Linked DNA regions of Zea mays: region 1 is linked to region 2. A link is a contact called in public Hi-C data. All regions are on one chromosome and are shown on one strand. Each heading gives the region's core, a stretch centred on a gene start, on an enhancer-like site or on the middle of the called end of the contact. The rest is flanking DNA. Distances are from core to core; before and after follow the strand shown. Region 1 holds the start of LOC103632764 (probable GMP synthase [glutamine-hydrolyzing]). Region 2 holds the start of LOC100280727 (ubiquitin-protein ligase/ zinc ion binding protein).

The links. Hi-C and Micro-C count contacts between places; a contact is called where the count stands out from the background.
Region 1: a Hi-C map of tassel shows a contact between it and region 2, with 2.8 times the contacts expected there. The contact joins the promoter of LOC103632764 here to the promoter of LOC100280727 in region 2. A contact is called at or near these places in 2 of 25 Hi-C or Micro-C datasets (ear and tassel).

The regions. Positions count from the first base shown.
Region 1 is chr7:121,021,786-121,028,556 of Zm-B73-REFERENCE-NAM-5.0, forward strand. It overlaps LOC103632764 (probable GMP synthase [glutamine-hydrolyzing]), which reads right to left and starts at 2,516. Exons shown (of 5, transcript XM_008654495.3): 1 at 1-2,516. LOC103632765 (F-box/LRR-repeat protein 3-like) reads left to right here and starts at 3,365. Exons shown (of 3, transcript XM_008654497.3): 1 at 3,365-3,846; 2 at 4,365-4,475; 3 at 4,588-4,708. The coding sequence starts at 3,634. The coding sequence ends at 4,641. LOC100272678 reads right to left here. Exons shown (of 5, transcript NM_001147135.2): 4 at 6,557-6,771; 5 at 6,001-6,239. The coding sequence ends at 6,218.
Region 2 is chr7:120,762,018-120,768,884 of Zm-B73-REFERENCE-NAM-5.0, forward strand. LOC100280727 (ubiquitin-protein ligase/ zinc ion binding protein) reads left to right here and starts at 4,394. Exons shown (of 2, transcript NM_001411294.1): 1 at 4,394-4,624; 2 at 5,253-6,778. The coding sequence starts at 5,316. The coding sequence ends at 6,314.

The sequences.
Region 1 (6,771 bases), core at 1,266-3,765, 260 kb after region 2:
TTCCAGCTGCTAAAACCGTACTGAACAAAAGACGCAAAGTAAAAACAAATGGCAAGTTGCTCGATAATAACCGACAGCCCACCAAACATTTGTATTCTTTATGCCACCAAACGTCTGTGTGATGTCAAGCATGATCTAACCGTCATAGTCCGAGATGGCCGAGGAGTCTTATCATTCAAGGTCGTAAAATTAACATATATACTCCCTCTATCCTAAAATTTGTTTTAGAGTTTTAATGGATTCATATAATACTTGATGAATGTGTTATATATATAGTTTATTATCTTACATTTAAACATAGATATAATATTCAAAGGCTAAAAAGAATACTAATTTGGAATGGAGTGAGTATGATTTATCTTCATGATGTATATATAGAAGTAACATAAAATGCGAGTGTCTGTCGACGCAGCTACGTGTTCTTGCGCAAGGTGCTGTCGGTTTGGACATAGGATTATAGGAATAACCTACGAATATGATGTGTATCATTAGAAAGGTGAAAAGCGTCCTGTACATAGTACGATAAGCTAGTAAATGTATATGTGCTTATTTGGTGGTGTTGACCCTTCACTACCGGAATCTGAGGCTTTGCCGAGTGTTGTCTTCTTTGCCGAGTGTCTTTTGTCGGGCACTCGGCAAAGAAGGCTTTGCCGAGTGCCGCACTCGGTAAAGTTAGGCCCTCGGCAAAGAGTCTCTTTACCGAGTGCTGAACACTCGGCACAGGGCGGCACTCGGCAAAGAATGGTTTGCCGAGTGTCAAACACTCGGCAAAGGGGGCTCTCGGCAAAGGGCCGTCAGCGGCCGTCCCAGAGCTGACGGCCGTCAGTCTTTGCCGAGAGCCAACGGCTGGCACTCGGCAAAGAGGCTTCTTTGCCGAGTGCCACATAGTAGACACTCGGCAAAGCCCTCTTTGCCGAGTGTCATCTGTTGACACTCGGCAAAGTGTATTTTCATTTTTTAAATTTTGTCTTCCAAACTTTTTGTGGTATGTTACTACACTATGTAGACCTACATGTATCATTTGTAGACAATTATAACATAGTTTCCATAGTTAGTAGATTTAGTTCATTTATTTGAATTTATTCGGAAAATTCAAATTTGAACTGCAGGTCACTCGAAACTTGGAAAACCGTGCATGAAAAAATGATATTCATGTTACTTAGCATAAGTTACGACCGATTGCAGAAGCTTACCGGACACTTCGAGCAACATGCTCACTAAACATGGCCGTGAACTTGGCATCCACATGTTTAAAAATTATATAAAACACAAACAAAGTCAGAAAATCATGAAACTTGTCCACGTGTCATGATATCATATGTACATGCTGTGATAAAAATTTTATAATGTTTGGAGAAAGTTGTGAGACACTATGTGTAGAAATCTAAGAGATCCACATTGAAACTCTTTGATTCCACATAGTGTCTACACATAGTGCCAATTGGGACACTTGGCAAAGAGCCTGACATGGGGACCCTCCCTGGCGGGCTCTTTGCCGAGTGTCCAAACTGGCACTCGGCAAAGAAGGCGGCTTTGCCGAGTGCTGCCAGGAAGACACTCGGCAAAGATATCTTCGTTGCCGAGTGTCATCGTTGACACTCGGTAAAGCCGCTGTCTCCGTCAACCGACGCCGTAACGGTCGCTTTTCTTTGCCGAGTGCTCCCTGACATTCGGCAAAGATATTTGCCGAGTGTCCGAGAAAAAGTACTCGGCAAAGAAGTCTTTGCCGATGCACTGTTTGCCGAGCCTTCTTTGTCGAGCGTTACACTCGGGAAAACCTTTGCCGAGTGTTTTTCAGGCTTCGCCGAGTGCTTCAGGCACTCGGCGAAGCTATTGATTCCGGTAGTGCTTACCGGAAATGCCATAAAACGCATGATTTGTTTTGACCACCTACGTACCAGTGTTAGGGGTAACCCATGGGCACTTCACCGGCCTCGCCGACGTCGCGATGGATTCTCCGTTCCACATGCCCACCACCGGCGGCACCACCACCACCTGAGCAGTGGCTGCACCACCGCCTGGCACGATGACGCTGCCAGCAGGCTTCCTGGACGCCGCCGGCCGCGCGGAGGGAGGACCGGCAGAGGCAGCCGCCCTCCGCCGTGGAGGCCCCGCGGGGCGGCGACCGATCCTGCCCGTGGACGCCCGGCTGCAGAACGACTCGGTGGACGCCTCCGACGCGCACGAGACGCTGAGCGAAGACGACACTGCTGCTGCGCCATGGCGCAGCAGCGTGGACGCCGCCGCGGCGCCCCTTGTCGGGGACGGGGCCAACGACAACGTCGGTAGCAGCCTCCTCCTGGCCTTGTCGGCCGCCGCCGCGGGGGCGTTGTCCTCGCGCTGGGGTAGGAGGCTCCAGCTTGTCCCTGCCCAGCCTCCGGGCGGCGCCGGGCACGCGGGGAGCCGCCGCCGCCGGCATGGAGCGAGCGAGGTAGCCTACACCTAGCCGCGCTAGCGAGGCGAGGCGTCCGGCCTAAAGTGAGCTTGTGACGATGTCGTGAGCGAAAGCGATAGGCGATCGGATTCGGATGGGCGGGAGCAGGTGATGAGCCTGCCGGTTAAGTAGCGCGCGGTAGCGGCCGCATGCAGCGTGTTGTACTAGGAGGCTAGCAGCTAGCTAGCAGGTGGCGCCCGCGGCTGCCTGTCTTTTGTATTGGTATACGTGCCGTGCGTACGCGCGCCGCGGTGGGCGGGAAAGGAGAGGTGATGCGGACGCGCGCGGTAGGTGCCACGTCTATAGTGCTATACAAACCTCTGGTGCAGCTAATCATGCGGAGCGCCGGACCGCGCGCGATTAGCTCGTCAGGTCATCAGCAAACGCTGCAAGCATGGATCCCTGATCGATGAGATGCATGGTGCCCCGTGCATATGCATATGTTGTTGTTTCCTGACCCGGTCGGCCGGCCGGACTATATATATCTGTCACATGGGATTTAAGATCAAATTCAGACACGTCTTAAATATGTGTTATGATTAAATCTCACACATATAATAATTCATAGTACAGAAATCAATGCAACAACTTTATTATATAATAAAATTCCGTGCAAAAATAGCTAAGTAAATATATCATATGACGACAATGATCGTATGTAGTTGACTAGTAGACGACAGTCTTAGCGGTACATGTTCTTGTCCTGCTATGATTATAGCAATAGTAAGCTCACATACGTTCAGCGCTCAGCAAGTGTAGTGAATAATGTAAGGTTTATTGCTTTTAAATAATTGATCAAAATTTTATTAGCAATTATTAAGTATAAGTATATACAATCTTAATTAAATAATTAATCAAAATATTGAATAGATTGTACAATGGAATGCAAATAACATATTAAATTTAATCGACATCCGTGTCCCGTCGCGCGCCGCGTGGGAAGTGGGAACTCCGCCGAGAGGCGCTCCCGCGGGCGCTGCTCGCCTTCCCCGCGTTGTCCACGCTCGACCTCTCCGCGTGTGCGGGCCTCGACGACACCTCCCTCGCTGCAGCGCTGCCTGAGGAGTCGTCGCTGCTCGTCCGCCAGGTGTGCCTCGCGTGGGTCAGCGGCGTCAGCTGGTGCGGCCTAGAGGCACTCGTAGCGCGCATGCCGAGGCTCCGTCGACCTCTCGCACTGCGTCACAGTCGGCGACAGGGAGATGACCACCCTCATCGCGGCCACCAAGCTCAGGGAGATCGTCATGGACAAGTGCCTCGGCATCACCTATGTCAGGCTCACCAAGGTCTTCGTCGGATGCCCTGGGCTCCAGAGGCTCAACCTCAAGTGGCGGCACGAGATCTTCGACATCGGCGTCGACATGCTCGCCAAGAAGTGCCCCCAACTGCGTAGCCTCGACATCTCCTGCCTCAAGGTAGGGTGGCGCATCAATCTCAATTTTAGTTAGTAGCATCAGTAGGGCTGAGGGAGGTAAACTGAGATTGCCCTCATTGAATCAAATGATACTTTGTGCGTCTAAATTCAATAATCCACTAATTAAAAGGACTGAGGTGTTTTGTTTGTACAGGAAAACACAGTTTTAAATATAATGATTTACTTAAAACCGTGATATTTTTTGAGTTCTCAAAACCTCAGTTTTATTCTCTTATCTCTACATGTACTTTGTTTTTTTAATGTAACTAAACAGATCTCGATTTTAAACAATACTATGATTTTACTGTGGTAAAATAATACCGTGGTATTTATGTCATTTAGGGCTAGTTTGGTAACCACATTATCCCAAGTGATTTTCATTTTTCTAAGGGAAATTAGTTCATTTTCCCTTGGGAAAATAAGAATCCCTTAGGAAAATTGAGCTCCCAAACTAGCTCTTATAGTTATAAACTATGGTATCTTAAAACAACAGTATTTCAAGAGTGTATTTCCAAACAGACCCTTCATTTGCTGTTGCACGAAGAAACCACGGATCTGCTGCAGACGCCATCGCTGGACTCGCAGCCCAAGGCGGGGGACGCAACACAGCCTGCTGCTGCTGCCAAGAAGGTAAGAGATAAAAGCAGAAGTGCTCATGTCTTCTCGTCTTGTCCATGTTCATGGTTTTGTCGAGATAATCTATTCGTGTCGCTTGTTTGTGTTGTTCATTTATTTAAACCAGCAAGGTGTCGCGACGAGCCAGCCGTTGAGCGTGGTACGGATCTATGTAGTATAGTTTGGGAATTTTTGTATCTTGCTTCTGAAATTTCAAACAAGTTTACAAAAGCGCCAAGTTAATCGAACTCTCTGTTGATCACAGCTATAGAAAATATTAAATTTGTATAATATTTTAATATTTGTTCGACATCAGTTTATTCTATTTAAGTCGATGTATTTATTACAAAACTCGAAACTCGCCCTGTCCTGCCCTGGTGTGATCAATCTAGGAGCGGGGGGTGATTTGATAGCATCGTGGTTTTATTTTGATGGAACATTCGAAAGGAAGACGATCAAAGGACTTTCCAAAATGCATCTTCGCGACCTCTGCAGCTTGCTCTTCTGCATCAGGAAACCATCGATTTATTGAAGCCTACCTTGAGTCAAAATGTGTGGCAGTGTGGGGGACACACCTGACAAAGAAAGACCACCAGACCACGGTATATACCCAATATTCGCACTTCCATCGTCCTTAAATTGTATACGAGATCTAGAATACACTTCCTCTGTTCTAAATTATAGGACGTTTTGTCTTGTCTAGATACTCCCTCCGTTTCGTTTTAGTTGTCGCTGGATAGTACAAAATTAAACTATTCAGCGACAACTAAAAAGAAACGGAGGGAGTATATAGTAAAAGTTATTTATACCTGAAAAAATATACTAGCGCAGTATAATTTGGAACGGATGGAGCAGAACCATCCGGGTTCCAGTACACTAATTTCCGTGCAATTTCTGCAGTCCAAACCAGAGGGCGCGAGTGTGACTGATATGGTTTGACAAAATTGCACGCGGCAAACGTTGCTTCAAGCTTGGAACAGTACAGGTCAAAGCAACTACTGCTCGTCTTGTATGAGCAGAATCAATTAGGCTAACTTTTCCCATCAGCAGAATCAATTAGTTTAACCCTGTGCGTGTGAGTTTAATAATGGGGAATCTACACACTATCATGTCATACCCTAGTAGCCGTACAGATGCCATGGATTTTGTATGAAATTTCCAGGCGAACGGTTGGTGGTCGCACTGGAGGCCAAAGTGACGTCTTCATTATTCTCAATTCATTTGGCCGCACCAAACGTCGGGCGTTTTTCTTCTGTCCATACTCCGCACAATAGCATAGCCTAGTACTTTTGTTAGCCTCATATATTATTCTCAAGCGTGACAGAAACATCCCTACAGAAGGTGTAGAGCTGATACCAAAGGTTCCCTAATCTGCTCATGGATTCAAACTTGCATCGCTAGCATATGGCCCTTTTTTAGCTGTTGATTGATGCAAACTCAGGGTCCTGACCGTATGAACTAGAAGAACGTTGACGACTTTCAATTTCAAGTTGGTGTGCGATACCGATACGCAAGCGAGGAAGAACGAAAACCGACCATGTGTACAAGTAAAATGTCTCAACACAGGCAGCCTGGTACACTAGTATGTTTCAAGCGCTCCACAAGTTAAGTACACGCAACCAGTATTTTGGAAGATGTCACACATTCGGTTAAATCAGTTCACTTTGCGGCTGAAATGGCATCGCTAGAGCCGTCTCCACTCTCCACGAGTGCAAGCATGATAGACCAACGCATCCTGCTGAAGAACGACGGACTCTTCATAGCATTCTGAAATGGCACCTGCAAGGACCAGAAACCAACTTGGAGTTAACAAAGCCATCAGCCAGGGAACAATGATCATGTAGCTTGTTCAGGAGTAAACAAAAGAACTTGCCAGCCCCCGATTATTGCTTTAATTCCAGGTGCTGAGACATTAGCATCAAATGGTGAAATGACTAACTGGAAGACCTACCATGGCAATAAAATAAACACAGCCACAGCTAGATGACACACATCCATAAAAGTTCTTAAAAAGGGTTGTTCAGCTATGAAATTTTGTATTGACTAGAAAGGTAATAAAAGGATTGACGCTCACTACCCAGTATAGTAGAGCTTACCCCAGAAGTCCTCTTCCATGCCACTTCCTTGGTGTAATTGTTAAATTCACCGCTGATCCCTGGCGAATGATGACTAAAGATACTTGACTGTCCTCATTGGAAAGAGCTTCAGACATGAGCCTTTCCTGCAACTGATCACCAGCTTCCACATTCCCAAACTTTACAATCTCATCTCCAAGTTGCAAACCATCCACAGAAGCAGGAGAACCATCAGC
Region 2 (6,867 bases), core at 3,144-5,643:
GCACATCATTATTTGAAGCTCACCCATAAGATCTCATCTGGCTTGAAGCGTTTGTGGGCGAGTAGGGCCAACTAGGGGTGGGTGAGGCCTGGTGGGAGCGGTTGGGCAGGCAAGGGGCAGCCGAGACCGATCAAGAGCGTTGGAGGCGCACTAGGAGCGATAGGTTGCGACGCAGGTAGGCTAGGGGCTACCAAGGCCGACAGAATGTGCTAGAGGCAGTCATAGCAGGTGGCGCGATGACTGTGACCGGTGGGGGCAAGGGTAAAATGATCCAGGATATGGACGGGTGTAGCCAGACTGGAGCAGGCAAATGTGTTAGCCGTAGTGGGGCAAGGTGCACCGAACGACGATGGCGTGATGGGTAGATGGGCATGTTTGGTTTCCTACCTAAGTTGCCAAAATCTTTTTGAAGAAAAGGGCTAAGCCACCCATTTTCATTAATAAATGGAATTAAGAAGTAACAACCAGAGTTACCACCAAAAGGAACATACCGAGGTTTACACACAAACCTCCGGAACATCACCACAGGCAGTTATGGGATCATAGAATGTCTAGTGTCACAACACTAGTCTAACAAGACCAAAAGCAAAGAAAAAGCCAAAATTCACCCAACAATTCTGAGAGCACCTAGAGGGGTGAATAGGTGATCCTACAAATTTTGCTCAAAACAACACAAACTTGGTCTATAATATGGGTTAGAGTAAATAAAACTAAGTTTGAGAGTAGAAAGAAGGGAGATGAGAACTCTTCACTTGATTGCTCTCTTGAGATAAGTATTAAACTAGAAGCAATATTCCAAGTGAATATGAGAACTCAAGAAGACAATAATCGCAATAAAGAAAAGGGACATAAGACGCGATGATTTTTTACCATGGGTTGGCCAATACCTACTCCACATTGTTGTGACCTCCTTCGACCAAGGGTTGCACTCAACCCCTCTCAAGTGATCCAAAGATCAAACCTGAGTGCACATATGTCTTCCTTATGACTCAATCCCGTTTGTGAGGAATCTCCACATGTTGGAGTCTCTCACACCTTACACAAGTGATCTCAATAAAAAGCGGAGTAAGGGAGAGAGTAGAGTAGACACGCAAGAGCACAATCGCAGCAACAACACGCACACAAGCCAAAGAGAGAGCACAAGAACAAGAATGATAGAGTTACAACTTAGAAATGCGCTCAAATCTCTGAGACATTTCAAACAGCGTGGTCGCAAAGTCTTAGAGTTGTAGTGTACTCTAGGAATGCTTGGTGTACTGGTTGAGGCGCCTAGATACTTCTTTTATAGCCCTAAGGGTCACAGGAGTAGTTGCTCCTTCACTTGGAAGGCGCAGATTGCCTTTCGCGGGTGCATAGGACTGTCTGGTGGTGCACCGGACATGTATGGTGCCCCTTCCCGCCCGTTGCTTGTTGACGTGGCTGGCGGTGATCGCGGCGCCGACCATTGGCGCGGGGCAGAGCCAATGGCGAGGACTGTCCAATGATATTTAGCTAACGAGCCTCGATGTTTTCTCGAGAACAACCAGTTTGCTAGCTGACCAGGCCGGTCACTGGACATATCTGGTACACACCGATTGTACAATGAGGCCCAGTCTGGACCAAGTTTGGCCATTTTAGCCAAACTGCTTCACTTCCTTTTGGCTCAACTTGAGAAGTTTCGTAGCACTTAAATGAACATAGTTAGCAACTAAAACAAATGACTAAGTGCTAGATTCGTACCTTTGTTCCTCCATTTCAATAGGATTTGCAATATGTGCAAACTCAAGTCTCAAAAGTGATTTTCTCTATAGAAAGAGTTAGAGCCCAAACACAATACTAGAAAATCTTGTAAAGGACCTATGCAACATATTTAAAAGTGCAAACCTCACACTTATACCATTTTACACAGAGTTGCACAGTTGGGTCCAGATTTGAGCACTTTTGAACTTGATGCCTTCAATTTGCTTTATTCTACATCTGTGCTTATGCTCATACAAAGATGGTTAGTTCAATGTCGTGTGTTGGGCAGTTAATCACTAAAACACTTAGAAATGGCCCAAGGGCACATTTCCCTTTCAATCTCCCCCTTTTTGGTGATTTATGCCAACACACCTAAAGCAACTCAAAATTTCTAACTTAACCAAATACAAGCCAACTTTTGCAAATTGAAGTCAATCCAAAAACCAATTGAATAAGAATAGGATTTGGCATATTTAGATCATTTTGCCACCACTTGTTTTGAATTTTGCAACCAAATTCATTTTTCTCATTTCTAAGACAAAATTCTTATATTTTTTAACTTAAACCATTTTTAGAGACTGGTTTTAATCAAATACCAATAACTCCACCTTTTTCATAAAAAATATTTCTCCCCATAAAAGAACAATTTTGCCATAGAACTCTTCTTTGCAATCAAGGGGTTTGATCAAAAATACAAGTTTAGAACACAAAAACTTTTAAACTCTAAGTGGTAGTCGATCCATTTTCTTTGGCCTTAATTTGTCCCCCTTTGGCATTAAGCACCAACACGGAGAAACTAGTGCCCTTTAACCTCATTTCCTCACCAAAATTGTGAATTAAGAGCAAAAGACAATGAAACACTAAGGGAAACTTTGAACAAAGTACAATGATATAATTATGCAGTGGAAGACTTTTTCTTTGTCCAGGTCCACCATTTCCCTTTCAATCCACCTTTGAGACTACATCAACACAACTCAAGAAAACATATTAGTCTCAAAGGGTTAAGTTGTAGCATATCCTCCCCCTAAAGATATGCATCAATGCATAAGGACTTGTGAGGTCCGAGGATGACATTCTACAACTTGAGCACCAAAATAAGCAATTAAGCACAATTAAGCTTAAGAGAACATGATCAAAGGCATAAAGACACATGTATGATATAGACCAATCCACGTTCCGCGAATCTAAGACATTAATCTCACTATGCAGCTCACAAAACCTTATTTCATGTAAAGGCTTGGTGAAGATATCAACTAGTTGGTGATCGGTGCTAATATGACAAATATCGATATCTCCTCTTTGCTAGTGGTCTCTCAAAAATTGATGTCGGATGTCTATGTGCTTAGTGCGGCTGTATTCAATGGGATTATCTGCCAAGCGGATTGCACTCTCATTATCACATAGGAGTGGGACTTTACTTAGATTGTAGCCAAAGTCTAAGAGGGTTTGCCTCATCCAAAGTAGTTACGTGCAACACTAGCCTGCAACAACATACTCAGGCTCGACGATGGATAGGGCAACATAATTTTGTTTCTTTGAGCTCCAAGATAGCAGGGACTTTCCCAGAAACTGACAAGTCCCCGATGTGCTCTTCCTATCAACTTTGCCCCCGTCATAATTGGGGTCTGAGTATCAAATCAAGTCAAAGGTAGACTCTTTAGGATACCAGAGCCCGAAGTGAGACGTATGGACTAAATATCGAAGAATTCGCTTCACGGCCACAAAATGACAATTCTTAGGGCCGAATTGAAATCTAGCACATATATATGCAAACGGAAAGCATAATCTCTGATCTACTTGCACATAAATAAAGCAAGGTATATATTTTGATCTACGGACTTACCTCACGTGTTGAGATCAAGTGTCCATTTGTTTCCATTGGAATCTTGTTGCGCTTCGCATCCATTCATCCCAAACTAAGAGATGTCTCGCATGTTATTTTTGTGCCATGCATTTTAGTTTCTACAGAGATTTATTGTAATTATGAGGGCATGTACAACTCATTTAATATAGGATCTCTTGAGGAATATTTATGGGCTAAATAAAAAAAGTATAAGAGACCGTCTTTTTACGAAGAGCACACATCTACTTGACTCTATGCATTTTGTCTCTTAACTAAATTTATGAAGTATGATATAGGGGCTTAGAATTGTACCATATAGTCTCTAGCGGTCTCTTAGAGCATGTGCAACAAGATGACTCAAAATAGTACTCAAAAAATTAAAATACTACATCATTTAAAATATCTAGTGTACTAAAAACAAATTGCGCTCCAACAGTTAAGCCCTAAATTAGAAGTAAAATACATTATTAGAAAAGAAAATGAATGGTGTAGAAAACAAAGATAGAGCACTAGATTGTGGTGTAGTATATTTAGGTCATTTCATGGTGTGCACTATATTTTTAATAAAAGATTGCAAAATAAATACTGGAGCTGATTTAAGTAACTTGTAGATGCTCTTGTACATTAAAAATCCATACAGAAAACTGTACATGCCCGGATAACTGGAAATAGTTTTATAATTTGGACTGTTTTTACTGTTGAAACTAGAAAGAGTTTCAGGATTAAACAGATGTTAAAAATTTTTTTTCGAGAGTACAGAATTAAAATAGGACGTTTCAAATTGCATTAAAGTGAGCTGTGACTCCTTGTATATCCCGAAAACCTCGGGAACAGGCGATCATCTTTTTACTGCTCTACGATCCCCTACGGGCTATGGCCCTATTTCTACCGCCACGCCCGTTCTTCTCCCCGCGTGTTCGAGTCCATCTTCTTGTGCCATCCAACCCCTCGTCCGTAGATCGATCGCTGCTACGCGCCTGCATGCTGACGGTTCGGCGCCGCTGATGCGATGAAGCTCTCGTAGCCCGACGTTAGCGAGAAGACGGGATCGCACAAGTACTGGTACGCACGCTTAACCCTCGGCCGGATCGTTCCGGCCCAAGTTTATCTATGAAGCCGCGATTTGGAGGGTAATTCGTGGTTCAAGCGAGTTTGTTTCAGGGAGTTACTGTGGCAAGCACTGGTGGTTGCTTTGCGTAGGGTGTGTGCTGGTCACGAGTTGGTGCGCGCTCGTTAAGCGTTCGATTATATGCCCGGAAGGAGCATGCCCGCTCTCTTTTCCGTTGTGTCTACCTCCCTCTAGCGGCTGAAGCCATGATTTTGATGGAAATCTGTGTGTAACAAAATAGTTGTGGTGGGTCAGTGCGCTGGGCTTCGGATGCGTGCAGAATGTATGAGGCATTCTTCGTCTTAGTCAATGCCTGCATGCAGCTTGCGGAGAGCACGAGTTTGATGATGTTCGTGCGAGGACTTCGTCCCATCTGCATTCTGCTCTTTGGCCGTTCTGTTCACTAGTTGTGCCGATAGAAGGGCGTCATATTAGAGTTGCTTCTTACTGAATCTTTACTTTCGTCTTTCATGCTGGTGGCCATCCTTTCTTTTTTGTTCAGTGTTAGTCGGCTCTGGTATTTTCTCACTCATTTGATTTTATGAATATAACCTTCCTTACTCTTGCATTTCCTTGGAATAGAGGTCTCGGCCAGGTGTCGATTTGGTTCAACCGAGGGAGCACCTGTGCATTGCTATAACAACAATGCTGGATCGGGTTGCCATGTCAGCTGAGGATTCTGCCCTGGCTGAAGATTTGCAGGTTGAAGAGGTTCTCCGGTTCTCAATTCAGTCGGGGAAGGCCTGTGCAGTTTGCAAAGAAGGCATCCGATCATTGGATGCCTCGTGGAAACCTGAAAATTGTGACCATGTCATCTGCATTGCCTGCTTCTGCCAGTATGCACCTGAGACTGAGGCCACTGGACTGCCCAGGTGCGCGGTGGCATCTTGTGATTCTTTGTGCAATACAGAGACACATCAGGGCACCAATGTGCCTCGGTGCACTTCGATCTCGATTGAAGACATGGACCGGAAAGGGAAGAAACCACTAGGTAGTAGTACAATTCAAGAGCTTGGTCAATGCTCTCGAGGTGCGAGCACAAATATCAGCAGTGAGTTATACTGTGCCATCTGCATGGAGACAGTGCACATCGGAGAGTCCTTTCCCGTGGATGGATGTACGCACACATTCTGCATCAGTTGTGTGAGCCAGTGCATTGCTGCGAAGGTTGAGGAGAATGTGCTGTCTATCGGCTGCCCTGCCCCGGGGTGCAAGGATGGTGTGTTGCACCCAGATGCATGCCGCGACGTGATCCCGGCGCAGCTGTTCCAGAGATGGGGTGCTGCGCTCTGTGACTCGTCATTGGGGTCACTCAAATTCTACTGCCCCTTCAAGGAATGCTCTGCTCTGTTGGTTGATGATCCTGGGCACGGTGAGGAGGTGATAACAAACGTGGAGTGCCCACACTGCTGCCGGATGTTCTGTGCCCAGTGCAAGGTTCCATGGCACGCCGGTGTCACTTGCGCGGAGTTCCAACGACTGGGGAAGGATGAGCGGGGCAGGGAGGACCTACTGCTGAGGAAGGTCGCGCAAGAGAGCAAGTGGCAGAGGTGCCCCAAGTGCAAGATATATGTGGAGAGGATCGAGGGCTGTGTATTCATCATCTGCAGGTACTCCTCACAAATAAAACATTCATTACACTGATCGCTGAGTACAAAATGATGATCATCTTCTTCTTTATTTACAGGTGCGGGCACTGCTTCTGCTACCTTTGTGCATCCCCAATGTCTAGGGACAACCATTGTTGCAAAACCTGCAACCGAACCTGGTGAATGACTTGAAACCGCCAAGCTCTACCTGAAGGAAAGAAACTCTCAATAACTAGTATTTATGTATTTATGTGTGAACTGCTAAGTTCTACCCGTAGAAAAGAAATCCTTAACTAGTAGTATGTGTTTAGATGATAAGTTGCTGTTATGACTGTTTCAGTTGGCACTGGCTTGTTGCACTAGTAGCAAATTGGTATTCCACGTTGATGTTCTACTTCTTGTTCTCGTGATCTCTCTCATCGCCATGTCTAACTGGTCCACGTTGATGTTAGCCTGTTCTAGCTTTTGTAACTCACTATTTTGTTTGTGCAATTGTACCAAATGAGTTTGGTCTAGAAAGGGAGAGATTTTGAGATTTCACGGTTCCTCTATCTAGGGGGAGAATTTGGTCTTTCGGGTTTCCTCTTATTCAAGAGGACGAGATATGT